7 separate regions of the Mus musculus genome follow, and regions 1, 3, 4, 5, 6 and 7 are each linked to region 2. A link is a contact called in public HiChIP or PLAC-seq and promoter capture Hi-C data. All regions are on one chromosome and are shown on one strand. The core of a region is the stretch at or near the end of the contact, and the rest is flanking DNA. Distances in the headings are between cores, read along the strand shown.

Region 1 (2,700 bases), core at 162-2,661, 840 kb after region 2:
GGGAATGAACTTTGAATACTCGGGTCCAGCCAGCACTTTGAGGAAAGGTGGCATTCTTTAGTATTATTCTGCAGAAATCGTTTTTTAGGGAAAGCCTACAGCAAGCAACATTTGGCTGTTTGATTACTAAGTCAGCTGTGAGCAAGAGGCCCATGTCCCACCCGGAGTCCAAGCCAGCTGTTCTGTTGGTTGCCTCTGCCATGTAGGACTTGGGCAGGGGTGGGGCGGTCCTGAAAATGCTGTCAGCTTCCAGGCAAGGTTCCTCCCCAGCTGCATCTTGCATCTGCCTCCCTTTGGGTGCTTGACTGTGAGTCACTTAGTGACACCTGCTTTCTGCTTGGAGAGACCACGGTGGCCTTCTGAGTCACACAGCTCAAAGTTCAGCAACAGCACTGTGCCTGCCAGGCTCCCTCCAGCGATGGATCACGACCAGGTGATTAGATGCTGGGGGGCGACCAGGGAATGAGAGTGAGGGTCCCAGAATCCCTAGTATGGAGAAGTCTTCCTCCATTGTCTAGTTCTGTGTCATCTCCATACCTGGAGTTGGGTTTATGTACAGAGATTTTTCTTTTCTAGAGTGATTATCTCATTTTTATTCATGTGTGCACATGGTTGTTTGGTTTTGTTAAGCCAATTTTTAAGAACAGTTCTCAGCACCTAAGAGGGGAAGTAGCCAGCCACAAGACTGGGGGAAGCCTCCCCAGTTCCTGAAGGAAGCAGGAGCTTGCGGGTCTGAGTGGGGAGAATCATTCCCCTGCCATTTTAAAGGGAGCGGCAAGAGAAAGCATTGCCTCCCACCAGGACAAATTACCTGAAACAGATACTGAGATCGTATCCACACCACAGTGAAAGAAAGAACTGCATCAAGGGGCGCTGCAGCTGTGGCTATCCACCCAATTGTTCTCCTTATCTCTCCCTCCCATACCCCTCTCTAACTATTCCGATTGATCCATTATGCGCACCCATTGAAATAGTGAAAGCTTTATTTGTTTTGATTTCTTTTTCTAAATTAAAAAAAGAAACTGTAATAAACAAACCTGACCAGTATGTCTGAGCACATATCCCCTCTGACATATTAACAGAGCCAAGTCAACATAAATGACATTTGGCAAGGATTGCTGTGAAACCCTGCTTAAGGCTGCGATGGCCGCGGAAGAGCGCATTTCCCGGGGAAGGTCTGCCACCGTGTGGAAGAGACTGGTGTTGCAGCTGTCTGTCCAAAAATCCCACAGCCCTTTGGGGGACTTCTTCACTAAGGACAAAGGGATTTTCTGAGCCAAAGCCCAGAGGTTAAAGCATAGCATGAAACGCCTCATAATTATTCTCAGCAAGAAGCCAATCCAGTCCCGCTCTCAATCATCTTGGAGCAGCAAGAGATATCAGCAATTAGCACTGATTTGGCTTAAAATGCCGGTCTCAGGCTCATTCCCTCTGAACTAGATAGCGTCTCTCCAGGAAAGACCCATCTACTAGAAGTAAGAAAGTTAATACTCACCTCGAGATATTTTATTTTTCTTTTTTTATTCATTAAAAGATAGCAAGAAAGGGGCAGGTTGGCTGGATTTTTTTTGTCATTACTTGCTTTGGGTATTTTCATGGCTAATAGACCACGGCTGTAATATCTACTTAGGTCCCCTTCTCAATGTACCTGGGGTAGTCAAGTTTGAGAGAGACATTCCTCCCACTGCAGCCATCAATCAGCTCCTTTGAGTCATTCAAATAATCCTATGGACAGAGTCTGCCTAAGAGGTTTGAGACCGGCCAAACACGATGGTCATACAAGACAGCAGAACCCTCCATCCTGGTGGGAAGGGTCTGCTAGTGACAAGGGGGGAATGTTTTAGCCAGAGCCCAGATGGAATGGGTGGCTTATCCACTTCGGAGATAGTACCAGTTCTCCCACACTACAAGGAGCCAGAGTAACAGTTCTAACCTGCCTCAGTAAAGCTGAATTGAAGGAGCTATGACCTTCTTCCTCGTCTCTCCAAGTGCCATGAATTTCCTTTCCCACTACTTAGGCCACCAGAATGAGCGTTCTCTCAACACTTGTCTGTCTCCCTAGTTGGAGTTCCCAGAAGGCTGGAATTGTTCCTTTGTATCTGCGGCCAGGATGGAGCTTGAGGCCAGACAGGGTAGAATACTTGTGGAGGAAGACAGAGAGAAGAGGGAGGTGGGACTTGAGTTAGTAGCCCTTGATGGGTGTTGGTAGGTCCTTAGGTGACAAGCTTTGTAAGTGCCTGTACCTCAGGCCCACATGCAAACAGTCCACTCCATACTATTCAAGGTCACCACTTACAGGTCCCCTCGGCAATCAGCAAGGACTAACACAAGTTATCTTCTCTGCCCTGATCTGTGCTGGCATTAGGTTAGGATGTGGCTCTGGGCTTTTGAATTTCCAACATCACTTCTGTAAAAATTCCAACCTGTACAACCGAAGTTAAAATAGGATATGCCACATACTTCATTTAATCCGCTCTTGTGTGAGGGTCAAGTTTTTCCTTCCTGGTTTTCTTCATGTAAAAACAAAAGGTGCCATTGGTAGGATGCATACCTGACACAAAGAAACAAATGCATGCCCAGGACTGTGTTCATCTCCCCGGGATTTTTGTGCAGAGGATAACAAAATTTATGCAACATTCACATCCTTCTTTGCCTGTTAGCAATATGGTCTGAATCTGACTCACTGTAATTAAGAGCAAT
Region 2 (2,712 bases), core at 27-2,526:
AAGACACTGTAATTTCACATAATAGTCATATCTTCAAGTAATAAATTAAAAGTTGAAGATAGCATCATTCTGATTATGCTGAGTGATTCCAAAGTAGCCTTCAAAACAAAAGGTTTTGAAAAATGCAAAAGGTTTTGACATATGCAAAAATGTCTCACTCCTTTCTCCTAGTGAGACATAAACTTTATTAAGGTAAAATAAATGATTTTATTTCTATTTTATTCATTTAATTTAATTCTGAGACAGGGCATTCATTCCTGTGTAGTTCAGTCTGTCCTGCAGCTTGCTAGCCTGCCTCAGCCTTCTAAGACAGATGGGGTTATAGGTGTGTGATTTTCTTGACTATAAGTGAAATAACATTAAAAGTCCATTCTAGTTTCTTGGAGGACCAGAAAGGAGAGTAGAGATTTGAATCATAAAGAGGAATCTCTAGGTCAGAGGAAGGTGACATTTAGCATAGAACAGCTGTACGTATCTGAGTCTTGTGGATAGCAAAAGTAATAGATTAAAAGCGTGTAATGAAGATAGCAGCATTCTGATAATGCTGAGTGACTCCAAAGTAGCCCTCAAAACAAAAGATCAGCTCATTCCTTGTGGGCATTAAGTACCCACAGCACCACCATTAACCTTTGCTCCTTGCTTTTGAATAGTTGTTGCTGTCAATACTTACACAAGCTGGGGAGCTACCATCTGCCGCTATTACTGTTTAAATTGCAGTTCCCAGCAGAAATTACATACAGCACTCAGGTACAGTTTGAGATTTGTGCTTTCGGGCTGAGCCATGTCAGTAAACTTTAGCTCCAGAGTCAGACTTCCTGTCCTCCCAAGCATTTTTTTTTTTCTTCTGACTTCCTCACCCTCACCCTGATAGGGACAGGCAAAAGGCACACAGACCTAGGCTGCCAGGGTCTGGCCCACACTTTAAAACTTTTGTACTAATTGAAACTCTGTTGAGCTTGGCAGAACTCCTTGTTTCAATCGTAGGCAAAGATTTGGAGCCTTTTCTTTTCTCTCTCTCTCCTGATTTCGGCTTCTGGAAGGAAGAGCCAGTTTGTAAGGCACAATGCCGTCTGAGGTGTAAAGAGGCAAGCTTGTAGCCAGCTATCTCTAAACAAGCTTTGAAATGCATTCTAGCATCCGGAGCCAGATCTTTGGCAAGGCAACTGTTAATGTTCTGTGGTTTTTTCCTCCCTGGGATCAATGTGACGTCACCAGTGTAATTTGAGTCCCGAGCTTTGTTCACCCTTTAAATAGCCGTCCTGGGACGATTTTTACAACAGACTCCCCTGGAAGTGCCCAAGCTGAGCCGTGGAAGACCCACATCGATGAAAGCCAAGCCAAGCCATCAAGCCACCAGCATGTCCTCGTCTCTTCGAGTAAGCCCGTCCATCCACGGCTACCACTTCGACACAGCCGCTCGCAAGAAAGCTGTGGGCAACATCTTTGAGAACATAGACCAGGAGTCCCTGCAGAGGCTCTTCAGGAACTCCGGAGACAAGAAGGCAGAGGAGCGGGCCAAGATCATTTTTGCCATCGACCAAGATTTGGAGGAGAAAACTCGAGCCCTCATGGCCCTGAAGAAGAGGACAAAAGACAAGCTTCTTCAGTTTCTCAAACTGCGGAAATATTCCATCAAGGTACACTGAGCACAGCAGGCTGGGCAAGAGCGTATCCACCAATGGACCTTTAAAGACCCAGTGAGCCTGCCAGCTCTGGCACGGGCAGTGTCCCGCGAAAAGGCTTGAGAGCTTCCTCCGACAGGACCCCGAGGATGGAAAGGGACATACATAACTCACCAGCTACACAGACTTGCAACTCATTGCAGCCCTGAGCTGTCCCACTGGGAGCCAAGTGCCTTCAGCAGGCGTTGAGAACTCTCACAGCAGGAAAGGACATAGCCTGAGAGGATGGAGGCACTGACCAGAACACTGCGTTTGTGGGGACTGAGTGCACGCACCCAGGGCCGTTGGCAAGGCCCTAAGACTAAACTCAAACCTAACTTGGTTTTTGTTCTTGTTGTTCGGTTTATTATTTTGTTTTCTTTTTTCTTTTCTTCCTTTTTTCTTTTTTTAAATATTGAAGTGGGGAGGGAGGGAAGAGAAGGAATATGAAGCATAAGTGGTTTACTGAAGTTTTGTGTGTTTTTTTTTTTAAATCTGAATGTTTAAAAATGTGGCTAAATCTCCGTGCTGTTTATTGGTCAAGATTTTTAGAGATCAGTAATTGTCTGCTTGCATTGAATACAATGGCTAAGACAGTGCACCCCCTGCTGTTAAAGTCAAAGAACTGGATGCCTGGCCCAGCCCAGTAAAACCCCACAGCATGGGCTATGTTTCTACAGGATTTGTACACACTTCAAAATGGTTTGCACAAAGCTGAAATAATGGGGCCCTTCATAAATCCGAAGGACTGTGAACAACTTTCGAATGTGCTTTTTAAAACTCTCTGACTAATGCTAAAATCTAATCTAATTAAATGTCCTCCAGACACTGTAGTAAGCATTAGGAAATGAATATGGGGGATTTTAGAAGGATGCTGTGGGTTTTTTAAAATTATTTATTATGCATTGTAAGTGATACATAGCCCTAATAAATTATTATCAACTTAGCTTCTCTTTGCTCTGTGGTGATCCGTCCCCAAGGGAAAAATATAGGATGGTAAATTTTGATCATTGTAAACTTTTCTAGGGGTTGACTCTAAATCTTCCAGAGT
Region 3 (2,700 bases), core at 70-2,569, 770 kb after region 2:
AACCGGGGAACTACCTGTGTGTTAAAGCAGGGAGTCCAAGGCCACGTCCGTCACCTTCACCCCCACTGGGGACAGCCACTTTCTCAGTGGCCACTTACCTTGCACTGCCCTGTAGCAAAAGTTGACAGAGAGGATTGACCTCAGTCTCCAGGGTGGGAAGTGTGTCTCGGTGCAAGCGAGTCCCTTGTAGTCCCAACAATGTGGAATGTTAAAGAACCAACCAAGGGCCACGGTGAGCGTTTCTACTTGAAGATCAACTATCAGAAGCAGTGTGGACAGAGACTGCAGCACCATCTACCTGAACAGATGCACCTGAGCACCTAAGCTGACTAGCAGCCAGTGGCTTCCCCTCCCACCAGCCTCTCTTTCAGAGTGGCCAGGACCTCAGACCTGGGCCTCTCTTTGATGGGAGTGTAAAGCACCCCGGGATAAAATTCAGCTCCATCCCTGATGTTTTTCGGGACACAACAAATCAAGAAAGTGTTCCAGGGTGTTCAGGAGCTGATCAAGGAAGTACTTTCTTTGTCAACGGCAAGGGTTTCTTTTTCACTAAGTTGGGTGATGCGCAGATAGATGCTCACAGGGTCAAACAGGACAGGCTCCTACACCCTACGACATTTCTGTTTTCACCAGTGAAGACCGATGGAGATGGAGAGGGCAAAAGTAGCCCAGGAGAAGCTGAGAAAAGTTTGAGGACGGACAGGAATTGAAGGTCACAGTAGTTTGAGCAAGGCAGGTCAAGGTATAGCGGATAGGGCAGACCCGATGGCAGAAAATCCAATCAAACCAAGCTTGCTTCTGGAGCCAGCTCATGGATATGGTCACAGCATCATTCTGGCCCAGGAAGCGGCCAATCCGGGGTCCAGCCTCATCACCCAGCAAACCTAAGTCTACACATAACCCTGCAGGTCCTCTAGCCCCAAATCAGACCCATTTCCATGAACCTGAGCGCAGCTAATTAAGAGTAGTAAACAAGCCTTGCTCTTGGCGGTGCAGAAGTTTTCCCAAATTGTAGGTTTGTTTTCCTCCCAACAAAAGACAGTGGGTCTCCGCCTTGGCCACCTTTCCTCCCCTTAAACTTTTCTCTTCTCTCTGCAATCCTCCACCTGTGCTAACTGCAAGCCCGAGCGAAAACAGAGCGGAAGCAGCCCCCTCTCCCGGGACACAGATAAAGGTACCTTCTCCGAGAAGCAGAGGGGCTGTCGTCCGGAGGCTCGCCGCCCGGCGGAGCGCAGGAAGACACTGCCGGGATGGAGCACGCTGAGGATGCTGCGTTCCTGTCTCTGCGACCAGACCTTTCAGCAGCTCGGACCAACTGTGCTAGCGATGCACTTAGCAATTATCTGCTGGCGCCGACGCCCCGCCTCCTGCTCTTGTGATTGGCTCTCCAGTCCCGGGCAGGACTGCATTGGTCTCGGCCGACCTCACTCATTGCTTTGGCTTCTACTATTATCTAAGCCATCAAAGGAAATAATTCCATGTTTCATTGACAACCTGTAAGGTTCTCCTCCCGCCAGGTGTCGAGGGGGGAGGGGGGGCAGAACTGGGAGTCCAGAGAAGGGAGGGGAGGACAGTCGAAAAAGGTGGGGGTGGGCGAGAAAGAGACCGGGGTGGGAGGTGCGAGGAGAAAGAGAGAGAGGAAGAGAGAGAGAGAGAGAGAGAGAGAGAGAGAGAGAGAGAGAGAGAGAGAGAGAATATGAACTGAGGTTCTTAGTCCAGCATTTTAACTTCCACAAAACAAAGCCCATTGCAACAATTATCTGGCCTTATTTCCTCATTTCTCCCCCTTGTTGATAAATATTCCTGAGGCTTGTGGGAATCATAATGGGGGGTTTCTGTTAGTGTCAGAAGGCTCCAGAAAGCAGAACAAGGTTCAGGGCTGAAAAAACAGAACGATGCTTTTACACCTTGGAGGTCATCTGAAGGTCATTTCAAATTGTTCAGGGGGCATATTATATGCTTTGTCTTGTTCGTGTGCCTAATCCTTTTCCCTAAAGGTCGACAAACTGCCCCAACCCGAGGTCCCAAGTTCCCTTGGAACTCTACCTGAGGTCTGGAAGGAGCTGTTTCCAAAGTCCACAAAAGTCTGGGATGTCTCACCAGGGGTCACCAGGGGAGGCCCAAATGAGCAGGCACGTTGGATCTAAGCACCTGCCATGAGCCTGGTGTTTGTTTGTTTGTTTGTTTCATTATTCTATCCTACTTCCTTCTGTTAATTGCAGTCTCACAAATTATCAGCCAAAAGGGAAGGAGGAGAAGGAAGAGAAGGAGGAAGAGAAGGAAGAAGGAGGAGGGAGGAGGAGGATGGAGGAGGAGGAGGAGGAGGAGGAGGAGGAGGAGGAGGAGGAGAAGGAGAAGAAGAAGAAGAAGAAGAAGAAGAAGAAGAAGAAGAAGAAGAAGAAGAAGAAGAAGAAGAAGAAGAAGAAGAAGAAGAAGAAGAAGAAGAAGAAAGAGCCGACCTTCCTCCTACATCTGGTAAATGTTCAGCTTCACTCTCAGAAGTAAGAAGGGTTTTACTCTTTTCCACTTTCACGTCTGTTCACCGTGTAGAAAGATGTGATATAGACTCTGTTATGAAAAATGATTAAGGAGAACCTCTGAAAGAAAAGTCTTAGAAAATCTAGTTTCAAGGCAGAGGGCAGCTCATGGGCAGAGCTTAGCAATACCTGCCCGCTGTGTGCAAGGCTCTGAGCAGCTCAT
Region 4 (2,700 bases), core at 35-2,534, 880 kb after region 2:
ACACTAGCTTCCCACCCTCTCACCCCGACCCCCCATCCTTCCCGACCCCGGCTGTCTAGTTAGGCAAGAGGTAGAAAATGGTGAAATTCAGAAGGCAGAAACTGAACAAAAGTTCCTGGAAACAACAGCACCCGTGATAGAAATGCCACATCGAGAGTCACATGTGAACAGCAGTCGCCAATTCTCAGAGGAACACTGGAAGCCCTTGCTTAGCCTAGAGTCTGCGCACAACCAGCCCAAGAATGCAAAGCAGAGGAGGACTCTGAATGACCATACCCAGGGGCTAGGTGCTCTGCGCTCTTTCCTCCGCTCACCAGACCGCCCCCCCCCCCCCTTTTATTCTTGGGAGTTCCTTTTCCTTTCTTAATAAGCTGTCTACTTCTAGCCCATGCCTCACTGAAAAGGGAATGGTGTTTTCCCCATCTCTCCTATAGCAGCTGCCGAGATTTTTCAGCTAACCTGCACTATGTTTTTGTATTAAAACTCTAATAAAATTACCCTGAAGTTTTCATTTGACTCCATTTCTAAATTCTTTTATTACTGGGATTAATAGCCCCCATGGAACCCCCAAACTACCCCCAACTCAATAGTCCACCTCCAATCTTTAATAATTTGTCTGTATGTCTACTATTTGCCATAATTGGCTGATTCATTTCTGTATTCTGATAATTCCATTGGGTGTTCTCCTGTCGCCAGCCCACACCTTGGGAAGGTGAACCAGGACAATGGGTGACTCTGAGAGACTATCACCTCGAGAGCAAGAGATGGGAGGGGCCAAGCACATTGTTTATCACTCTGAAGGTGCGAATAGGGGGAAATATTCTCAGAGGTTTTATTTGAGGAAAGTGGAAAAGGCTTTTGGAAGAGTGATATTCCTCTGTGTGTGTGTGTGTGTGTGTGTGTGTGTGTGTGTGTGTGTGTGTGTGTGTGTGCGTGCGCGCGCGCGTGTGTGTATGCGCACGTGTGCACTTGCTTTATAAATTTGGCAATGTTAGGTGATTTCTCAGCATGCACATTTTAATAAAAGTGGAAGTTTAAGAGCTGAATGCAGACAAGTCACAGTAGAGTGGGAGCAAAATGTTTATACCCTCGGGTGTTTCAGTTGGCAGTTAGACCTCACCATCTCCCATCACTTCAATGAATATTGCATAAAACTCAAGACGAGCCATTTACATCCCAAGAGACTCACATCTGGGCAAGGGTCCCAGGGGAGCAGTGGTGGATGGGGAAACTGATTGAGACTTCAAACTTCAGCCCAAATGTTAAGTGGATATTCAATTGCAAATGTGTCTGCTTTGCATTCCCTGGGGCCTAGGGCTGGCATTCATGTGTTAATCAGAGTACGGGGAAACAATGTCGTTCATCAGAACCAAAAATCGTACAAATTGTTAATGCAAAGGAACTTTCAGGAAGCCAAAAGGGAACACACTTCAAAGTGAAGAAGCAGCCCCTAGTCTATTATATAAAATGCAAATCTCCGCCTTCTGCAGGTATGCCTTGCCTTTCTTTGGATTACCAAAGGTTTTGTATACAAGTCTGTTTGCAAAGATTTACCTTCACACACAAATTTCTCAGGCCTTCATTAGCCTGCAGGACCTTGTGGAACTATAGGGGCTGCTCTGATTAACACACAAGCGCTCCACTCTTTTTGCCCCTCCACCACCACCACCGAAGAAAGTCTTGAAACCAAAGGATTTGCCTCTGCAACACCCAAACTTTCTAGATCCCAACATCTTGAAGTATAGGTTATGATAGCATTATAGTCCACAGGAAGTCCTTGTTCTACTTGAAACCTAGTGACTTGGCTACTGGACTACATTTGGCTGGGTGTTGTTCATGTTTTCTCCACAGCCATTTAAGTGACTTCTTGGAGAAAAATTAAATGTTTATGTCATACATACTGGACCTCAGACGCATAGACAGACATGTTCATGCCTTGCTGCTTTCTCACAGTGCATTTTAATAACAATAAATTCAGAATCTGGTAGACTTTATGGGCTGAATTTTGCCAAGCGGTACCGATTTTTCTTGATAGCTGTGACATCCCGTAATATGTTTGTAAAAAGATAAAGTGTTAGGAGATATAAGAATATATTCTATAGGGGTGAGGTGAGGTATGAGGGAAGGGGGTGCCTCAGTGGGCCCATGCCAAGGCATCCCTTCCCCCTGAGGAACCAGCCACACGATGGATAGTATAGAATAGAGTTTATTCAGGGCATGGGAGGGGAGTTAAGAGGGTAGCAGAGACAGAGAAAGGCAGAGAGAGGGAGAGGGTAGAGAAGTAGAGGCAGGCCATGACCACGGGGAGAGGGAGAAGAGAAGCAGGGAGAGAGCAAAAGAGGAACAGGAGACCAAGAGAGCAAGGAGGGGCCAAGCAAACCTTTTTACAGTGGGGGTCAGGCCTACCTGGAAGTTGCCTGGTAACTGTGGGGCGGAGCTTAGAAAGAACGCTAACATCACGGGTTTAAGATAGAAGAGCTGGAACTAAAAATTCTTCAAGATTAACGTGTGAGAGAAGCAGTTTTCAGAGGACTGGAAACCCTTTCTCAGCCCCACCTAACAAATAGAGCATGTGTGAGACAAAACCCAAGAACTACTGTCTGGAGGAGGTAAGATAAAAGAGCGTGCTCCAGGGGGCCAGGTGCTTTGGGAGCTCCTTCCTCAGCTCACTGGCCTGCTTCCATTCTTGGGGTTCCTTTA
Region 5 (2,700 bases), core at 188-2,687, 960 kb after region 2:
GCAAGGCCACACCTACTCCAACAAGGCCACACCTACTAATAGTGCCACGCCCTGGACCAACCATATTAAAACCACCACACCTGGCCAGCCAGGTGGGTCCAAGATCCAGAGGTGAATGCTTTGGGAGAAAGAACTCTTCCCCAAGTGTTAAAGCTCAGTAAAGATAGCCACTCTCAGATGATCCTCAGTGAAATAACTTGTGTGCTTTATTTCATACGGACAGGGACTATATAAACATTGGTGAGTGGGGTGGGATTTAGGGTAGGTGTTTCCTATTGGCACAATTTGAGAAGCTAGTGATGCTCTATTTACATGGGGAAGGATGGACTTCATGCATTAAATGACTGCCCATGGTCCTCTCAGTGGAGTGTCTTGGTTACATGTTCCAGAGCAGGTATAGACACGGATATAGACTCTTGCCAATATCAAGTCTCGAAGATTCCTAGAGTCCAGTTCTTCTGTCTGGTGGCCTGGCCCACTTGCCCTACACCACACTCTAGATAGGATAAAATGAAACTTTTGAAAAGATAGAAACAAAGCTAACCAGACTCCCAAGGAACAGCTTACCCGAGAGCGGCAACCTTCGGTTTGCCTCTTGCCCACACATTTGATTCTGCCTGGGTCATCTGTAGCATGGTTTTCATTTCTTGGAACCCAAAGCTTGTCAGCTTTCAATCCGCAGCCCCAAGGACAAGCTCTCATCATTTTCTAAAAGGTCAACATTTCTGAACTTGGCTATTGTACAACCTCTATAACTCTGTTGCCCTCTCCTCGGAGCCCCTCCCACTGAGGGAGTTGCAGTCTTTCACGCTGAATTCCTTCCATTCTGGAGAGTCTCCTATCTGGATGTTTAAGTACTTTTCTTTCTTTTTTCTTTTTTTTTTATGTCTCACGCAAACTTTTGTGGTAAATCTTGTATGGTTGGATGGCCAGTGGGTTGACTTGAGGTCACTTATGACACTTTGCCCCGAATAGTGAGATCATTATGCTGAGAGTACTAACTAGCCCTGAAAGGCAAAGGACAGAGACGCAGGTCTCAGGCTGCCTAAGAAAGCACTTACAGGCATACGCAGGGCAGAGCCGGTTCTGATGGGAGATAGAGCCAAATGTGCCAACTTTTATAGAAACATGCAGAAAGCAACGGGTTGAGCTGGCAAGAATTGCGGGCAGATTCTCAGACATTCAGTTTCCTAAGTCCATCTGGTCTCCAAGAATCTTGACTATGTCACTGGCCTCCTTGGTCTTATCATTCATCCCACTGGTAAATCACAAAGAAATTCAAGAATCATTTTCATTCAGTTGTGAAAGTCTGTGGCTTAGATACAAAAGACTCAGGCCTCTCAAGTGGAAAGAATTACTGACTGCCACATGATCTGGTTGAAAGCTATAAAGAGAGAATTAAAATTCCATTCTCCAAGGCATATAAAGGTCAGAGGTCTCCAAGCCCATGACCCCCCCTTCCTAGCACCTTTCACATACAATAAGGCCACAGACGCCTGCTAGTACTGGAAGGCCAACTCCTCTAGCCTGGAACTCTGAAATGAAACGATGTTTGGCTTTGTGGGATTGCTTAATGCATAAGTTACAGGAAACAATGATTAATAGTAGGTATTTTGTGTGTAGACTCATCAGTTTTAGAATGAGCCTTCCGAGGCCTATATGAAAACCACTAGAGCAGATAGAATGGATAAGTTCTGCTCTTTCCTGCTAAGGCTTGGTTCTACCAGGTGAGAGTTACCACTCAAACTCAGTGCGAGCTGAAGAACTGAATCCAGCTCGTGGGGAATGAGAATTCCCAGGAGAGGTATGGACTGACAGAGTTCCCCTGTCAGCTCAGGAAGTCAGTCCTGTCAATCCACTGTCTAGCTTCAAGACCCCTAATCAGGAGCAGATGGCTCATTCTCTGACATGCTGGTTAGGAGCAGGGCCCTCTTGTTGACGACCACTCTTCTCTTGGGATGAGAAGAGGAATGTCAATGAGTTCAGTCCGTTCCCAGTGGAGCCCCAGCTTAGGTGAGGGAGAGGCAAGCTGTCCAAAGACTGGCACTGGAGAGAAAGGCCTGGAGCAAAGCTGGCTGGTATAGAGGTCCAGCACTCACAGCTCGCTGAGGGTCTTGGGACAGAAGAAGCACACTCCCTGCAGCTGACTCCAAAGCATCTTAGCACCGGCTTGTTATATCTAGACAGAACAATATGGATGTGCAAGAGGAGGTCTTTATATAGGGTTACTTGCAGTTGGGGGAAGCAGTGGAGCTTTCCAGGTTGACCTGGGATTGGTGGGATTTTATGACTTGATCTTGGGGCAAGTTCAGGGATTGGTGGATCTGGATGTCATCGGGCAAGGAAAGACAGTTTAGCAGAAGCCTGATTACTTAAGGGCTTCTAGAAACACTAAGATTAAAAAACTACCTTGCTTCCCATCCCGACAGTGGTCAGAGGTCACCTCGGCAAAACATAAGAAATGACACTAAGAAACAGCCAGCCATTGGCAGTGAAGGAGTAGAAGTCAGCACTGGCCTTTTTCACTTCTGCACTGGTTGTTGCTGGAGAGTCAATGGGCTACGGTGGTCCAGCAAAAGAGAAACTTGACAAAACCCACAATCACTAACTCTCAGACTGCCATTTCCTACCGGGATTTCCAGAGCTCAGAGGGTTTCTGTGGAGAAGGGGGAGGTGAGAGCAATCTGGAAAGCCTTTCTG
Region 6 (2,700 bases), core at 201-2,700, 1.0 Mb after region 2:
TCATCCAAAGTTAATTTCTTCTCATCTTTAAATGCCTAGGCAAAGTCCTCCTCCTCCTCCTCCTCCTCCTCCTCCTCCTCCTCCTCTACCACCACCCCCACCACACCATAGGCACAAAGGCAGAAGTTGGTAAGGGCTCAGAATAGCCAGGAATCAATCGCCTTGCTCTCCAGTCCCATCATGCTTACTGCCAGGGCTCTGAGAAATTCACCCATGGAGGAGTTTGCAGTACAAATGGTAGTGGCCTTAAAGACGAAAGGGGCAGTAGCTACAGGGCACAATAGTAGCATATGGACTTAAAGCCTCGCTGCCAATGTCTTGAATCTCTGCTTTCCTTCTGTAAGACGCAGGGCACAGTGTGGTTGCTGGCATGGCCTAGGTCTTTTCCAGCACTCTGCTCACCTGCCCTGTTAGATAAACACTACATTGTAACTAACCCTCGGGTTTAGTTTTTTAGATTTCAGCCACCTTAAAACAAAAGAAGGAAAACCCCCCCAGGCAAGTAAAATGATTCTTTTTTTCCCTCCTTAGCAACAATTTAACATCCCCAAGGGTAAAGTATCACTCTTATCTATGCTTTACTGCCAGCCAACAATTCAGACACTCTGAAATGTTGGAAAACTCCAAACTTGAGGTTGCAATTTGTACTGTTTGAGTCTTTCTCAGAAATCTTAAAACAAACGATCTCTTTGGTCTGAGTACATCTGAGCACATTTCAGTAGACCATGAAAGCTTCATTCCACTCTCAGTCACTCAAACCATGTTTTCTGCACACAAATTACACTTTCTCGACAGCCTCCCACAAGGCTCAGCCGTATTTCTGCCGCCAAAAGGAGAATCAGAAAAGTCTGCACACTCATCCCAAGCCTGCACTTCCTTCCAAATCATCTCTTCCCCTTGACCTCCTAACCTCCTAAAGGGGTCTGTCTGTCTTCCGGCCATGACCAGGTATAGCCACTAGACGAAAGGCAGCTACCAGCCAAGGGTCATGCCTGTAAACAGCCAATAATCTGGTATGGCTGTAGTGATCTAAGAAGGGAAAGAAGGGACCAAGAAAGCAGGGGTGAGTGTGGCTGAGAAGTGCAACTGGTTACAGGTAACGGGTACAGTGAAGGGCAAGATACAGAGAACACAAGAAAAGGGAGAATCCATCTTTGCTTTGATCCAGAAGCATCTTTGCTGGGGTGTGGGGAGAAGAGTTATTAGCGAAGTGTCAGAGGCAAAGATTAAAAATGAGCAAAACGCCCTAGGCAGCTGTTTCAAATGGAGGAGACACCTCCCCTCCCATGCTCTGAAAAATGTGTCTAAAACCGGACTGCCTGGTGATGCAGGTCACTGCTGACCTGCACGGGCCAGGATCTGAGCCAGCGAAGGTTATTCCAGAGAGCTGACTGCCAAGGGAAAGGAGAGACCAAAGCATTCCCTGCAGACAGGCTCTGAATTCCTGGAATGTCTGAGAAGAGCAACAACCAGTGAGCATCACTAGCCAAACATACTAGATGGGGTGCACACAGCACTCTGCTTCCTCCTGAAGTGAACTGAAAATTAGTTAAAAAGAAAAGAAAAGAAAAGAAAAGAAAAGAAAAGAAAAGAAAAGAAAAGAAAAGAAAAGAAAAGAAAAGAAAAGAAAAGAGAAGAAAAGAAAAGAGAAAGAAGAAAGAAAGAAAGAAAGAAAGAAAGAAAGAAAGAAAGAAAGAAAGAAAGAAAGAAAGAAAGAAAGAAAGAAAGGCAGGAAGGCAGGAAGAAAGAAAGAAAGAAAGAAAGAAAGAAAGAAAGAAAGAAAGAAAGAAAGAAAGAAAGAAAGAAAGACTGCAAGAGCTGCAGAGATAGCTGCTCAGCAGTTAAGACCAATTGTTGCTCTTGCAAAGGACCTAGGTTTGATTCCCAGCACCTGCATCGTGGCTCACAGTGATCCATAACTACAATTCCAGGGGATCCAGCATCCCCTTGTGACTTCTGTAGGTACTAGGCATGCCCACAGTGCACATATATACACATGCATAAAATAAAATAAACCTAAAAAAAATTAAAAATCAACCAAGCCCATACAAGAAAAATGGTAAAGACAACGGGAACACATCAAGAGCATTCTGGATAGCAGAAAGCAAAAGAAAATCAGATTTGTCTTGACAGAGAAGACAAACTGAAACCATCGGCTCAGAGAGAGATGGCCCACGCTAGTTAGAGCAAGCAGGCCCCCATAGTCAGGGTTGCAGATGCTGATGGGCTAGGCCATAGGATGCAGCTATGAATTCAAGTAGCTAATCTCACCAACTACCCCAGCAGCAGCCAAGGGGTCTATTCTATATGGCAGACTTGCATCCAACAGAGGAAAGGGATGGAGTGCTGGAGATGTCACAGCATTTGGTGAGAGACTATGTGGTTACAAAGTGGGAGCCTCACATCTTGGAACATGGTCCAGACTGGTGAGATGGCTCAACAGGTAAAGGTGCTTGCTGCCAAGTCTGATAACTTGAGTTCACTCCCTGGATCCCAAATCATGAAAAGAAAAAACTCCCAAGACTTGTCCTCTGACCTCTACACTTACTCAAATACATAAATACATACATAAAGAAAATGTGATTAAATTGTTTAAAAGACACTGATTTCCATTCCAAGTCAGAAGGTTGAATGGTCTCTGTCTCTGTTTCCTCTCTCTTTGAAAAAAATCTAGTAGCTCAAAAGAACAGACCATGTTTT
Region 7 (2,700 bases), core at 113-2,612, 930 kb after region 2:
AGGAACCACCATGTTGGCTCACAGTAGCTCATCTTGGTTGAATGGTTGCCAGGACCTGCCATGTTGGCTCACAGTAGCTCATCTAGGACCCACCATGTTGGCTCGCAGTAGCTCATCTTGTTTTCATTCTCCTTTTCGGTTTTTGTTTTGCTTTGTTTGGAGACTTGGCATCTGAACACAGGGACTGGGGCAGAGTTCTCGATAATGTCATCCTTACGTCTTTTGTTCTGAAGAAATCACATCTTGGACTTTAAAGTTCCTTTGGGCTGAAACCATCATGATCCTCCCTGAATTGTTTGGAAATCCAGGAAAATGATAAGGCACAAAGCTGCTGTCACCAGCTCAGAGCAGAGTCCAAGAGTGACCAGCAGGTGCTCTCTGGAGCTTTGTAGCCTTGATTCTCCAAGTTGTCTGCATTGTGGGCTCTGCTGTGGTCTTGGGCGCATGGGTTCTTGAGCAATGGCCATAGAGAGATGTCTCCTGTGGGTGATGACAGTTTCCTGGGGCTAAAGCTGTGTCCTGGCACCTCGCATCCGTACTTCGGATCTAGAATGAGAGCCACTTGGAGAAGCGGTCTTACAGCGACACACGTCTGAAGTGTGTGCTGCTGACAAGCAGCAAGGCTTATTGAAAGGCCTGGCAACTAAAGCCCATTAGAACATTTGTCCCCAAGCGGTTTCAACCAAACTTAAGAGCAGCTGCTTCTTAGGTGGCCCTGCTGGCACATGTTCTGAAGCTATGGCCAAGGAGTTGGCCATATGCCACAGTACCAAGTGGCCCTGCCGTTGTTATCAGGCATTGTCCCTTCACGTAGCACAGTCTTTCCTGGACCCTTCTCCTTTTATATTCCCTTCGGGTCTCAGGTCTGAGCCCGGATGGTGAGTACCTTAAAGAAAGCACACTGTGAGGACCATTAGTGGGTAAAGAAATAATCAAAGAACGGATCACAAACCCAGGTACCAGCCATGGTGCCATCTACTCTCCCATCTCCTGTCCTTGGGCCTTAAAAGTCTTTCCCTTTAATAAACTTGTCTCCTTTCCCCTACCAAAGGCAGGCGGGTAGACTTCACATCCCTTTCTTCTTCCTTTCTGCTCCTCTCTTCTTCCTTCTTGACTCTCTGATCTCCCAGTAGGGGGCGTGCGGGGGCCACAAGGCTGTCCACTTACATTATGGTCAGGAATTATCCTCAAGGCAACAATTTCACCCGCACCGATGTAATTATGAAGTATCACCCGAACACACTAGGTATTATTAAATGTGCCATTTCTGGATCCTGGCCAAGGGCTTTGGCAGAGAGAGGACTTACAGGGAGAAAAATTAAGAACATACTCCCAGCACCTCCCACCCTAGCCTAGCCCTGCGCGGCTGTGGAATAGACACACGGAGAGATTTCTGGAAGGGGAAAGCTGTGGGGCACATGGCAGAGTTGAGGTCCTGCGTGGGCCGGGGGGGGCTGGGTAGAGGGGGACTTTGAAAATTAGCAGCTAAAACAATCTTAGGTGGAGTGAAGGACCATGTGGAAGCGATTAAGTACAGTAGGGGTTATTACCCGGCACCTTCATGTTGGCTACTTAGAGACAGGATTTGGATAAACAGAACTGTTCCCGATAGCTAAACGAAGGGTGGTGGGGACTCTTTTCGTCAGGGGAACATTTATCCTTGGAAAAGAGCTGGGGTTGATGGCATGACACATTCCTTTGCAGAGCAAACCCCATGGGAAAGGACTGCAGAAACATCATCTGTAAGGCTGTAATTATCTACGCCTAGGCTAAGGGAAGCCACTGGCTGCTTCTGCCAGGTCCTTTGTGCATCACTAAAGACACAGCTGCCTAGTTTTGTTAAATTGTAGCCATCACTTTATTTGTTCTTTTGTAAACTTACTTGCCAATGTATTTGTGTTACTTTCTTTTCCTGGGGCTGTGTTAAATACCCTGACAAAAGGAACTTAAAGGACGGAGGCTTTGCTCTAAGTCAAGGTTGGAAGACTACAGTTCATCACCTTGGGTAACTAAAGATAGTAGGAGCTTGAAGCAATCAGGTCTCATTGCCTACATAATCAGGAACAGAGAGTAGTGAAAGCTTGCTACCACTAATCCCCCAGATGTGAGCAGAAAGACCATCAACCCAAATTATCAGGGCCAAATGAATTAAAGTAAGCTTTTTTATTTGTATGCATGGATTGTCTCTCCCTACAGGTAGGTTTCAAGAGATCAGCTTTGGACAAAGTAAAATAAGGGCTTTTATAATTAGGAGTAGAGGGGTTCCAGATGCTGGGTTTGGCGGTTACAGAGGAGCCTAACAAGGTGGTCAGAATGGTCTCCTGAAACAAAGACATGATTGCAGGGCGGTCATAACAAGGTGCTCATAACAATGTGGCCATAACAATATGGTCATAACAACTTTTGAAACAAAGGTTGGGTTGCAAGATGGTTATCTGGAACAAAGACATAGTTGCCATCTTGTGGAACAGGCAGGACAAAACCATTTGTAGCTAAAATTTCAGAAGAGACATTGCCCAATCCTTGAGAAAGAGATTTAGAGATGGCTTAGTAGTTATGAGCACTGACTTGCTCTTCTAGAGGTCCTGAGTTCAATTCCCAGCGACCACATGGTGGTTCACAACCATCTTAATGAGGTCTGATGGTCTTATGCCCTTTTTGGTGTGTCTGAAGGCAGCTACATTGTACTCGTATGCATAA

What was found. Promoter capture Hi-C pulls out the DNA fragments that hold promoters and counts their contacts. HiChIP or PLAC-seq counts read pairs in DNA pulled down with a chosen protein or histone mark.
Region 1: a promoter capture Hi-C map of hippocampal neurons shows a contact between it and region 2, with 20 times the contacts expected there. The contact joins the enhancer-like site here to the promoter of Tcim in region 2. A contact is called at or near these places in 22 of 39 promoter capture datasets (the 3T3-L1 cell line, 3T3-L1-derived adipocytes, the C10 cell line and 13 more), 1 of 15 datasets of contacts at CTCF or cohesin (pro-B cells), 10 of 484 Hi-C or Micro-C datasets (the 3T3-L1 cell line, 3T3-L1-derived adipocytes, cortical neurons and 5 more), 16 of 115 datasets of contacts at active chromatin or transcription factors (astrocytes, cardiomyocytes, craniofacial prominence and 11 more) and 1 of 9 other capture datasets (embryonic stem cells).
Region 3: a contact with region 2 is called in a promoter capture Hi-C map of stem cell-derived epiblast-like cells, with 3 times the contacts expected there. The contact joins the promoter of Zmat4 here to the promoter of Tcim in region 2. A contact is called at or near these places in 8 of 39 promoter capture datasets (the 3T3-L1 cell line, cranial neural crest, embryonic stem cells and 5 more), 4 of 115 datasets of contacts at active chromatin or transcription factors (astrocytes, embryonic limb bud, forebrain and 1 more) and 1 of 9 other capture datasets (embryonic stem cells).
Region 4: an H3K27ac HiChIP or PLAC-seq map of embryonic stem cells shows a contact between it and region 2, with 10 times the contacts expected there. The contact joins the enhancer-like site here to the promoter of Tcim in region 2. A contact is called at or near these places in 13 of 39 promoter capture datasets (the 3T3-L1 cell line, 3T3-L1-derived adipocytes, the C10 cell line and 9 more) and 4 of 115 datasets of contacts at active chromatin or transcription factors (craniofacial prominence and embryonic stem cells).
Region 5: a contact with region 2 is called in a promoter capture Hi-C map of the SN4741 cell line, with 5 times the contacts expected there. The contact joins the enhancer-like site here to the promoter of Tcim in region 2. A contact is called at or near these places in 7 of 39 promoter capture datasets (the 3T3-L1 cell line, the C10 cell line, the SN4741 cell line and 3 more) and 1 of 115 datasets of contacts at active chromatin or transcription factors (embryonic fibroblasts).
Region 6: a contact with region 2 is called in a promoter capture Hi-C map of liver, with 2.8 times the contacts expected there. The contact joins the enhancer-like site here to the promoter of Tcim in region 2. A contact is called at or near these places in 10 of 39 promoter capture datasets (the 3T3-L1 cell line, the C10 cell line, cranial neural crest and 6 more) and 1 of 9 other capture datasets (liver).
Region 7: a contact with region 2 is called in a promoter capture Hi-C map of second pharyngeal arch cranial neural crest. The contact joins the enhancer-like site here to the promoter of Tcim in region 2. A contact is called at or near these places in 5 of 39 promoter capture datasets (3T3-L1-derived adipocytes, the C10 cell line, liver and 2 more) and 1 of 115 datasets of contacts at active chromatin or transcription factors (astrocytes).

What each region holds. Positions count from the first base shown.
Region 1 is chr8:23,594,927-23,597,626 of GRCm38.p6, reverse strand. No RefSeq gene overlaps it. Among named protein-coding and RNA genes, the nearest start is that of Gm30471, 52 kb to the left of the region's middle. Within about 2 kb of position 1,411, at least 9 of the 459 cell types and tissues checked have an H3K27ac peak or open chromatin away from gene starts, as enhancers often do. A contact at or near this core is called in hippocampal neurons, where this site is marked.
Region 2 is chr8:24,437,510-24,440,221 of GRCm38.p6, reverse strand. Tcim (transcriptional and immune response regulator) reads left to right here and starts at 1,276. Exons shown (of 1, transcript NM_026931.3): 1 at 1,276-2,712. The coding sequence starts at 1,326. The coding sequence ends at 1,646.
Region 3 is chr8:23,668,280-23,670,979 of GRCm38.p6, reverse strand. It overlaps Zmat4 (zinc finger, matrin type 4), which reads right to left and starts at 1,319. Exons shown (of 7, transcript NM_177086.4): 1 at 1,179-1,319.
Region 4 is chr8:23,560,760-23,563,459 of GRCm38.p6, reverse strand. No RefSeq gene overlaps it. Among named protein-coding and RNA genes, the nearest start is that of 4930413E20Rik, 28 kb to the right of the region's middle. Within about 2 kb of position 1,284, at least 25 of the 459 cell types and tissues checked have an H3K27ac peak or open chromatin away from gene starts, as enhancers often do. A contact at or near this core is called in embryonic stem cells and stem cell-derived epiblast-like cells, where this site is marked.
Region 5 is chr8:23,480,863-23,483,562 of GRCm38.p6, reverse strand. No RefSeq gene overlaps it. Among named protein-coding and RNA genes, the nearest start is that of 4930413E20Rik, 52 kb to the left of the region's middle. Within about 2 kb of position 1,437, at least 9 of the 459 cell types and tissues checked have an H3K27ac peak or open chromatin away from gene starts, as enhancers often do. A contact at or near this core is called in the SN4741 cell line, where this site is marked.
Region 6 is chr8:23,439,096-23,441,795 of GRCm38.p6, reverse strand. All of the region lies in intron 2 of Sfrp1 (secreted frizzled-related protein 1), which reads right to left. Among named protein-coding and RNA genes, the nearest start is that of Sfrp1, 29 kb to the right of the region's middle. Within about 2 kb of position 1,450, at least 14 of the 459 cell types and tissues checked have an H3K27ac peak or open chromatin away from gene starts, as enhancers often do.
Region 7 is chr8:23,503,468-23,506,167 of GRCm38.p6, reverse strand. No RefSeq gene overlaps it. Among named protein-coding and RNA genes, the nearest start is that of 4930413E20Rik, 30 kb to the left of the region's middle. Within about 2 kb of position 1,362, at least 22 of the 459 cell types and tissues checked have an H3K27ac peak or open chromatin away from gene starts, as enhancers often do. A contact at or near this core is called in second pharyngeal arch cranial neural crest, where this site is marked.